Linked DNA regions of Macaca mulatta: region 2 is linked to region 1. A link is a contact called in public Hi-C data. All regions are on one chromosome and are shown on one strand. Each heading gives the region's core, a stretch centred on a gene start, on an enhancer-like site or on the middle of the called end of the contact. The rest is flanking DNA. Distances are from core to core; before and after follow the strand shown.

What was found. A called contact is a pair of places that touch in the nucleus more often than the background predicts.
Region 2: a contact with region 1 is called in a Hi-C map of blood, with 5 times the contacts expected there. The contact joins the promoter of ZFP36L2 here to the enhancer-like site in region 1. A contact is called at or near these places in 7 of 14 Hi-C or Micro-C datasets (CD4 T cells, blood, cortical neurons and 4 more).

Annotation. Positions count from the first base shown.
Region 1 is chr13:81,346,305-81,350,070 of T2T-MMU8v2.0, forward strand. It overlaps THADA (THADA armadillo repeat containing), which reads left to right. Exons shown (of 38, transcript XM_077959655.1): 27 at 3,496-3,587. Among named protein-coding and RNA genes, the nearest start is that of THADA, 100 kb to the left of the region's middle. Within about 2 kb of position 2,162, at least 8 of the 40 cell types and tissues checked have an H3K27ac peak or open chromatin away from gene starts, as enhancers often do. A contact at or near this core is called in blood, where this site is marked.
Region 2 is chr13:81,606,448-81,610,213 of T2T-MMU8v2.0, forward strand. It overlaps ZFP36L2 (ZFP36 ring finger protein like 2), which reads left to right and starts at 2,029. Exons shown (of 2, transcript XM_015112244.3): 1 at 2,029-2,369; 2 at 2,882-3,766. The coding sequence starts at 2,319.

The DNA.
Region 1 (3,766 bases), core at 912-3,411:
AGTATTGGGGAGGATGTGGAGAAATTGGAGAACTGGTGAAATCGGAACTCTTATACATTGCTAGTGAGACTATGAAATGGTGCAACCACTTTGGCAGTTCTTTTGAAGGTTAAACATAGAGTTACTATATGACCAATCTATACCACTTCTAGGTATATAGCCATGAGAAATGAAAACATGTTCACACAAAAACTTGTACATGAATATTCTTAGCAAAATTATTCATAATATTCCAAATTGGAAATAGCCCAAATGTCCATCAAATGAAGAACAGATTTTTAAAATATGGTATATGTATACAGCGGGATGTTATTCAGCCGTAAAAAAGGAATAACATACTGATACATGCTACAGCATGGGGGAACCTTGAGAAAATTATGCTAAGTGAAAGAAGCCAAACATAAAAGGCCACATATCATGTGATCCCATGTATATGAAGTATCCAGAAAAGGCAAGTTTATAGAGGCAGAAAGTAGATTGTGCTTTCCTACTGCAGGAGAATAGGGAGTGACGACTTAACGGCTCCCAAGTTTCATTTTGAGGTATTGAAAAATATCGTGGAATTTAGTTGTGATAGCTTCACGTTTTGTGAATATAGTAAAAAACTACTGAATAGCATCCTTTAAAATAGTAAATTTTATGATGCGTGAATTATACCTCAATTTTAAAAAGTAATTTAAAAATGATTTTAAAACAAAATCATTCAGTCACGTTTGGAGGTTGTATGGCATGAACTAATTATTCTTAAAATGGTCAATGTATGGAAATAATTATTTACTAACTGATGAACAGGGTAACCAAATAGCAGATGAGGAAAAGCTTTTAAAAAAAAAAGTTTTTCTGAGGATGTAAATGATTAATGCAGAAGGCCTATCGTGATTTTGCTACACCTAGTGGAAAAGATAATGATCATCACTGATTGCTAATGAGGACACTTTATAAGGGATATCTTAGTCCCTTCGGGCTGTTATAACAAAATACCACAAATTTATGTCTCACAGTTTGGAAGCTGGGAAGTCCAAGATCAGGATGCTGGCAGGTTTGGTGTCTGGTGAAGGCCTACTTTCTGATCATAGATGGCACCTTTTAGCCGTGTCCTCACATGGTGGAAGAAGTGAGGCAGCTCACTGGGGTCTCTTTTATAAGGGCACTAATCCCATTCATGAGAGCTCTACCCCAATGACGTAATTATTTCCCAAAGGCCTCCACCACCTAATGCCTTGGAGGTTAGAATTTCAACATAGGAATTTCGGGGGAACACAAACATTCAGACCATATCAGGATGGGTCAGGCAGATAGGATTGGAACCATCTGGTCCATCTTAATATTACTAAAAAGACATTATGTGTCTCCTGCCATCAGTCTATTGAATCAGAGGAGTTTTGTTTCTGAGGGTGGTGCCCATTCACTTTGTAAAATGGTCCTCTACAGTTTTGTTTAAGGTGTGCATTTCTCAACATCTCCAGGCACTCCTGTTTTAATTTTACTGCATCTGGCGCCTTTGTCAGAAAGTATGGCTTAGGGCAAGATGGAGTGTGTGTTTCTGTTTTCCTTTTCTTTTTGTGTTTTTGTGTGATTTCTAAGAGGAGAGAAGGTCCCAGATGTCTTTACCAAGTCATCTTAGACCTAAAAGTCTTTGGAAACTACCTCACTAGATCAGGTAGAAGATGATCCAGACCTGAACGAGGGCAGAGATTATATTGATAAAGTAACAGCATGGATTGATTTGTTGTTTGGGGATTAAATTAGGCAGGGCACATAGTAGGGCCTCCATGGATGTTTGATGACTCTTGAATGAACATAAGTGGTCTTTTCAGATTTAGGGTTTTATTGAAGCTTTGGTATGAATTGTGCCAGTATATCTGTAAAATTTACTTCTATGGTTACCATGCATGACTTGAGTCAGTTCTGGGCTTCTAGAGGAGAGGTTACAGACTGGTGGCCAGTAGGACAAACTAGCCCACCACTGTTTTATTTGGCTTTCATGGTGAGTTTTGCGGTTTTTTTTTTTCCTTTAATTTCCTGCCAGCATTCAAAATAGATTTCACATAAAAACCAGGGTTTCTGGCTTCTCTTGAAAAAGCAGAAGATCTGGCAAAACTGAACTTATATTTCCTCATGGCAGCAACTCAGCTGACACTGACTGCATTAGACAAAGTACATTGCTGCCTCTGTCGCTCACTGTTCCTGTGGGCGTTTGAGCTTGTGACTCTAAGGGCAGCGCTTTCAGGAAGCTGTTTTCTAAATCTTAACATTGTTACTTTTAGTGATCTTTCTACTTATATTGCTATTTAACACACCATATGGTTGTGTCACTTACTTAGAGTATAAGGTCTGTAATATCAGTAAGTATGTGTTTTCTGTTTCTGGATCTTATCCATGGTGCTGGTATAGGGCCTTACACACTGTAGCAAAGTGAGTACATATACATCTCTACACTGATTTGACAGAGTAATTGAGGAAGCCTGTAGTGCTGCAACAGTCAAGACCCTTTTATGATCTTCCAAAGCATCTTGACACATTGGTTGGGAAAAGATAGGGAAAAGATTATTATCATCTTGGAGAAATAATTTGTGTTTATTCAGGATAATTCCTGCCTCTTATCTTTACTAAGTTATCAGATAATTTCAGTATTGAAATTACTTGATAAGTTACTTGTATTGTGAAGCTGATAAGCAACATTTTGGATGTTAACTATTTTCTTGGCCATATTAATTACCTGGATTCTTTGAAGTTAGGATTTTTGGATTTTGTTTTTGTTTTTTTAAAGACAGGTTCTCACTCTTTTGCCCAGGCTGGAGCACAGTGGCACAGTCATAGCTTTCTGCAGCCTTAAACTCCTAGGCTTAAGCAATCCTCCTGCCTCAGCCTCCTGACTACATGGGACTACAGGCATGTGCCATGGCTCTAAAAAAAAAAAAAAAAAAAAAACTCAAAAAAAAAATATATATATATTTTGAGATGGGGGTCTCACTATATTGCCCAAAGGTCTCAGACTCCTGGCCTCAAGCACTCCTTCCACTTTAGCCTCCCGAGTAGCTGGGATTATAGGTGTAAGTCACTGTGCCTGGTTCTTTGAAGTTAGGTTTTATAAGTATTTTCTCATAGGTAAAAGGATTTCAGAAAATAAGTGGAAAGAGCTGAGATTTTACTGGGATATTCATTGTCAGGAAGAATATGGAAAAATGAATTTTTAAAAAAGAAGTGTTATTTGATGCTCTAAGTGCAGAGATATAATGAAAACTGTTGATGATAATATTAGAAATATGGGGAAAGGCTGTGTTTGTGCATGTGATTGGGTTGTAGAGCTCAATTTAAGTCATTGAATAGATTACATTAAGTTTTTTAAAAATTATTTTATGAACACAGACATATCTTTTTAGCCTCATACTAGCCAGTTAGGTAATGATTTTGAATCATCTAGTTTGAATATTGTAAATGTTGGTTTCATGCCAAGAATGTTTAACCCTTATTGTGTTTTCATTTGTACATTAGGTGCGAAATTCATCCACACTTCTCTTTAGTGCCTTGATCACAAGAATTTTTGGAGTTAAAAGGGCAAAGGATGAACTTTCCAAAACAAATAGGTAAGCTCCATTTAAGGCTGACTTTACTTTTTTAAAAAATACAATATTGTCCTGGCCAAAAACAATTTTTGAAATTGTGCCTACTGTTACAGATTCATCTAGATCATAAGACTATAAAAATACTATAATGAATTAGCCTATGCTGCCAAGTTATAAACCCTTGGGCAAAAATATCAGTA
Region 2 (3,766 bases), core at 779-3,278, 260 kb after region 1:
AACAGATGTTTCCATTGGTTCTGTATCTGAAATCTTGTTACTAACCTAATAAAAGTGCCTAGGGAAGTGGCTGTTTCACACCGTTTGGTGAGATGTTTGGGGTCATCTCACCAAAGAACAAACCAGACCACAGTTGCCCAGGTATATCAAGGGATCAGTGTAGGGTAGGTGCTAAAAGTGAAACTGGTCCCTCTGAGGTCACCTACTCTTGGCTCTGAGTCCTAGGGTCCAGGACTTGGGTACCCCCACAGCTCTGCACTCATGAGTCTGTGGCTCTCTGTCCATCTGGCCATAGTTCAGAAGCCTGGCTTTCTCCACCCTTATGCTTTGTCAATTTGGTTTAATACATAAAGATGGTTTAGTTCTTGTTTGTCTTTTAAACACCTTCACAGATACCATTTGCACCTTGACAAAGGTGAGAGATGAATAAAGCAGGAATATTACCTTCGTTTTACAAGGAAACCCAAGTACCAAAGAGATGATGTGATTTGCCTAAGACCACATGATTTCTATGGGGCAGGGCCTGAACTCCAGCCCAGCATTCCTGATCCTTACCCTGGACTCTGGCTCCCTGGGCTGTGAGGGGAGTACAGTAGTGGGAAATGCAGGCTACACTCCAGGAACTCGAATCCCTGAGTGGCAGGCCTAGTTCTTTCCCCAGCGGGTCCTGGACCTTCCAGCTTCAGGTCCAAGCTTTTTGGCAACCTGTATGAGCGCGGAGCGAGAAGTGCCCTAGACCAGACTCCAGATCGTTCCTAGTGGGGCTGTCAGCGGCTTTAGCCTCACTGGGCGCTAGGTGGGGGTGTCTGCTCCGTACCCGGACGAAGGCGGGGCGCCCGCTGGCAAAGCGCATTTTCCAGCGCAAGCTGTTGGGGTGTGGGGCTGGCGGGAGAGGGAAAACAGGGGGGGCGCGCCCACCAACAGCGTCTGTGCAGCCCCACCTGGGCCGCGGGTTGGTCTCAGCCGGATCCTGCCGCCCTCATCGAGCTAAGGCTGGGCGCGGCGCCCCTACGGCCGGGGAGAGAAGAGCCGAGAGGACGCAACAGGCCCAGGCTGTGCCGGGCGGGGAGCCTCGGCGGGCAGCTGCGCCCCCAGCCCGAGGGCTGGGGGAGGCCGGGCCGACCAGCAGACGGAAAGGGTGGCGCTAAGTCGCCTTCAAGCCCGCACGGCTCTCCCGGCCTTTCCTCCTGTCCTCAGAGTCAGCTCCCCCGCCCGGGACGTCCCGCGCCACTCCGCGCCTTTGGCCCTGGCTCAAGGTCTTGTGATGTGATTAGCAAAGCCAGCGCCTTGTCCTCAGACACTCAGCCCTGCCCGGCAGGCCCCGGCGCTCAAGCCCTGTTTACTGAGCCTGGGCGGGGAGGGGGCGGAGAAACGAGCCCGGGCTCCACCGGCAAGACTGCCGCGGCGGCCGCCCGCGTGGCCACCACCACCCCCACCCCCACCCCCACCGCGACTCCACGTGCAGTCGGGCTGGAGCTGCCACCGACAGGACGCAGTCCCCGAGCCCCCGCCTCCTGGCCGAAGCACCCTTTGCAAACCCGCCGGGCCGCGCGGATGGTTGCGATATTCTGGCATTTTGCAATTCCCGCGCCCAGCACAAAACCAAAGGTGGGAACTAAAAGCTCCACAGGTCCGCCTCGGCGAACAGGGCAGGGAAAGACACGTCCAGGACTGCAGAATCCCGGCCACGCTAAATGTACCGGGGCTCTCCGACCGCGCAGTGCCAGAAAAGGAAAGCCGTGCCTTCCCGCCGCCACCCGGCGGCACCCACCGGGGCCGAAAGCTACACGCCGCACCGGGCGCCCGGGTCGCTGGCCCCGCCCCGAGGCCTCCCGCCCCCTTCCCCAGAGAAAAAAAATTGGCGGCGGCCAATGGGAGGCCGAGAAGGCGCCTGACGTTCGCGAGCTGGCGGGCGGCGTTGCCTGGAGACTCCGGCGGGGGCCCAGTTCTGTCCCCTCCCCCGGCGCGCCCGCCCCGCCGCAGCCGCACTCCCGGGCTCTATATAGGGCGCGCGCTCGCGGGCTGCAGAGTTCCAGCAGTCCGCGAGCTGCCGTCGGCTCCGCGGGGGGGGCGGGCCGGGCACCCCGGGGCGCGGAGGAGCGCTCCTCGCTTCTCTCCTTCCCCCCTGCCGCACTCCGCCGGACCCTCCCGCCGGCCCGCGCCGCTGCCCTCGCCCTCTCCTCTCGCCCCCCGGCAAACTTTCGGCCCCTCCCCGCCCCTCGCCCGTTATTCGTCGTGGCTCAAGCCCGGCCACGCCACCCCGAGGGCTCCTCCCGACCTCCCGGCCTGTCGCTCCGGCCACTGCGGGATCCAGAAACATGTCGACCACACTTTTGTCCGCGTTCTACGATGTCGACTTCTTGTGCAAGGTACGCCGGGGAGCGGGCCGGGCCGGCAGCAGCCGTTCCAGTTCTTGGACTTTGCCTCTGTCCCCTGGCCCTGGGGGACGCCCCTCCCGCCCTGCCTTTCGGGTCGGGAAAATCCCGGGGTTTGCAAAAGTGTGTGCGAGCGCCCTGGAGGAGGAGGGGGCGGCAGGGAGGGCGCTGGTGTCGCGGTTGAGTTTCTCCGCTGCCGACCGCGGCCACGCTGCCCGGGGCTTCCCGGACGGGATTCGCGCCGCCCACCTCGGCGGCCGGGGCGGAGGATCACGTGTCGAAACCCAGCGCGGCCCGCGGTGGGCGTCCTCCCCTCTCCCGCTCCCTCCAGCAAGATCTTGCTGCTTTTGCGTGTGTATGGGTGGAGGGTGGAGGCCGAGTCGGGATCCGCCAAGAGTGGGGGAAAAAGAGGAAAAGAATCAGGCTGGGAGTTTCTCTGTGGCTCGACCCGAGTCTGCCTTCCCCTTCCGTTTTTCATCCCTTCCACGCTCCCCTTCCTTTGGCAGACGGAGAAATCCCTGGCCAACCTCAACTTGAACAACATGCTGGACAAGAAGGCGGTGGGGACGCCCGTGGCCGCCGCCCCCAGCTCCGGCTTCGCGCCAGGCTTCCTCCGACGGCACTCGGCCAGCAACCTGCACGCACTCGCCCACCCCGCGCCCAGCCCCGGCAGCTGCTCGCCCAAGTTCCCGGGCGCCGCTAACGGCAGCAGCTGTGGCAGCGCGGCGGCCGGCGGCCCGACCTCCTACGGCACCCTTAAGGAGCCGTCGGGGGGCGGCGGCACAGCCCTGCTCAACAAGGAGAACAAATTCCGGGACCGCTCGTTCAGCGAGAACGGCGACCGCAGCCAGCACCTCCTGCACCTGCAGCAGCAGCAGAAGGGGGGCGGCGGCTCACAGATCAACTCCACGCGCTACAAGACCGAGCTGTGCCGGCCCTTCGAGGAGAGCGGCACGTGCAAGTACGGCGAGAAGTGCCAGTTCGCGCATGGCTTCCACGAGCTGCGCAGCCTGACTCGCCACCCGAAGTACAAGACCGAGCTGTGCCGCACCTTCCACACCATCGGCTTCTGTCCCTACGGGCCGCGCTGCCACTTCATCCACAACGCGGACGAGCGGCGGCCCGCGCCGTCGGGGGGCGCCTCCGGGGACCTGCGTGCCTTTGGCACGCGCGACGCGCTGCACCTGGGCTTCCCGCGGGAGCCGCGGCCCAAGCTGCACCACAGCCTCAGCTTCTCGGGCTTCCCGTCGGGCCACCATCAGCCCCCGGGCGGCCTCGAGTCGCCGCTGCTGCTCGACAGCCCCACGTCGCGCACGCCGCCGCCGCCCTCCTGCTCCTCGGCCTCGTCCTGCTCCTCCTCCGCCTCCTCCTGTTCCTCGGCCTCCGCGGCC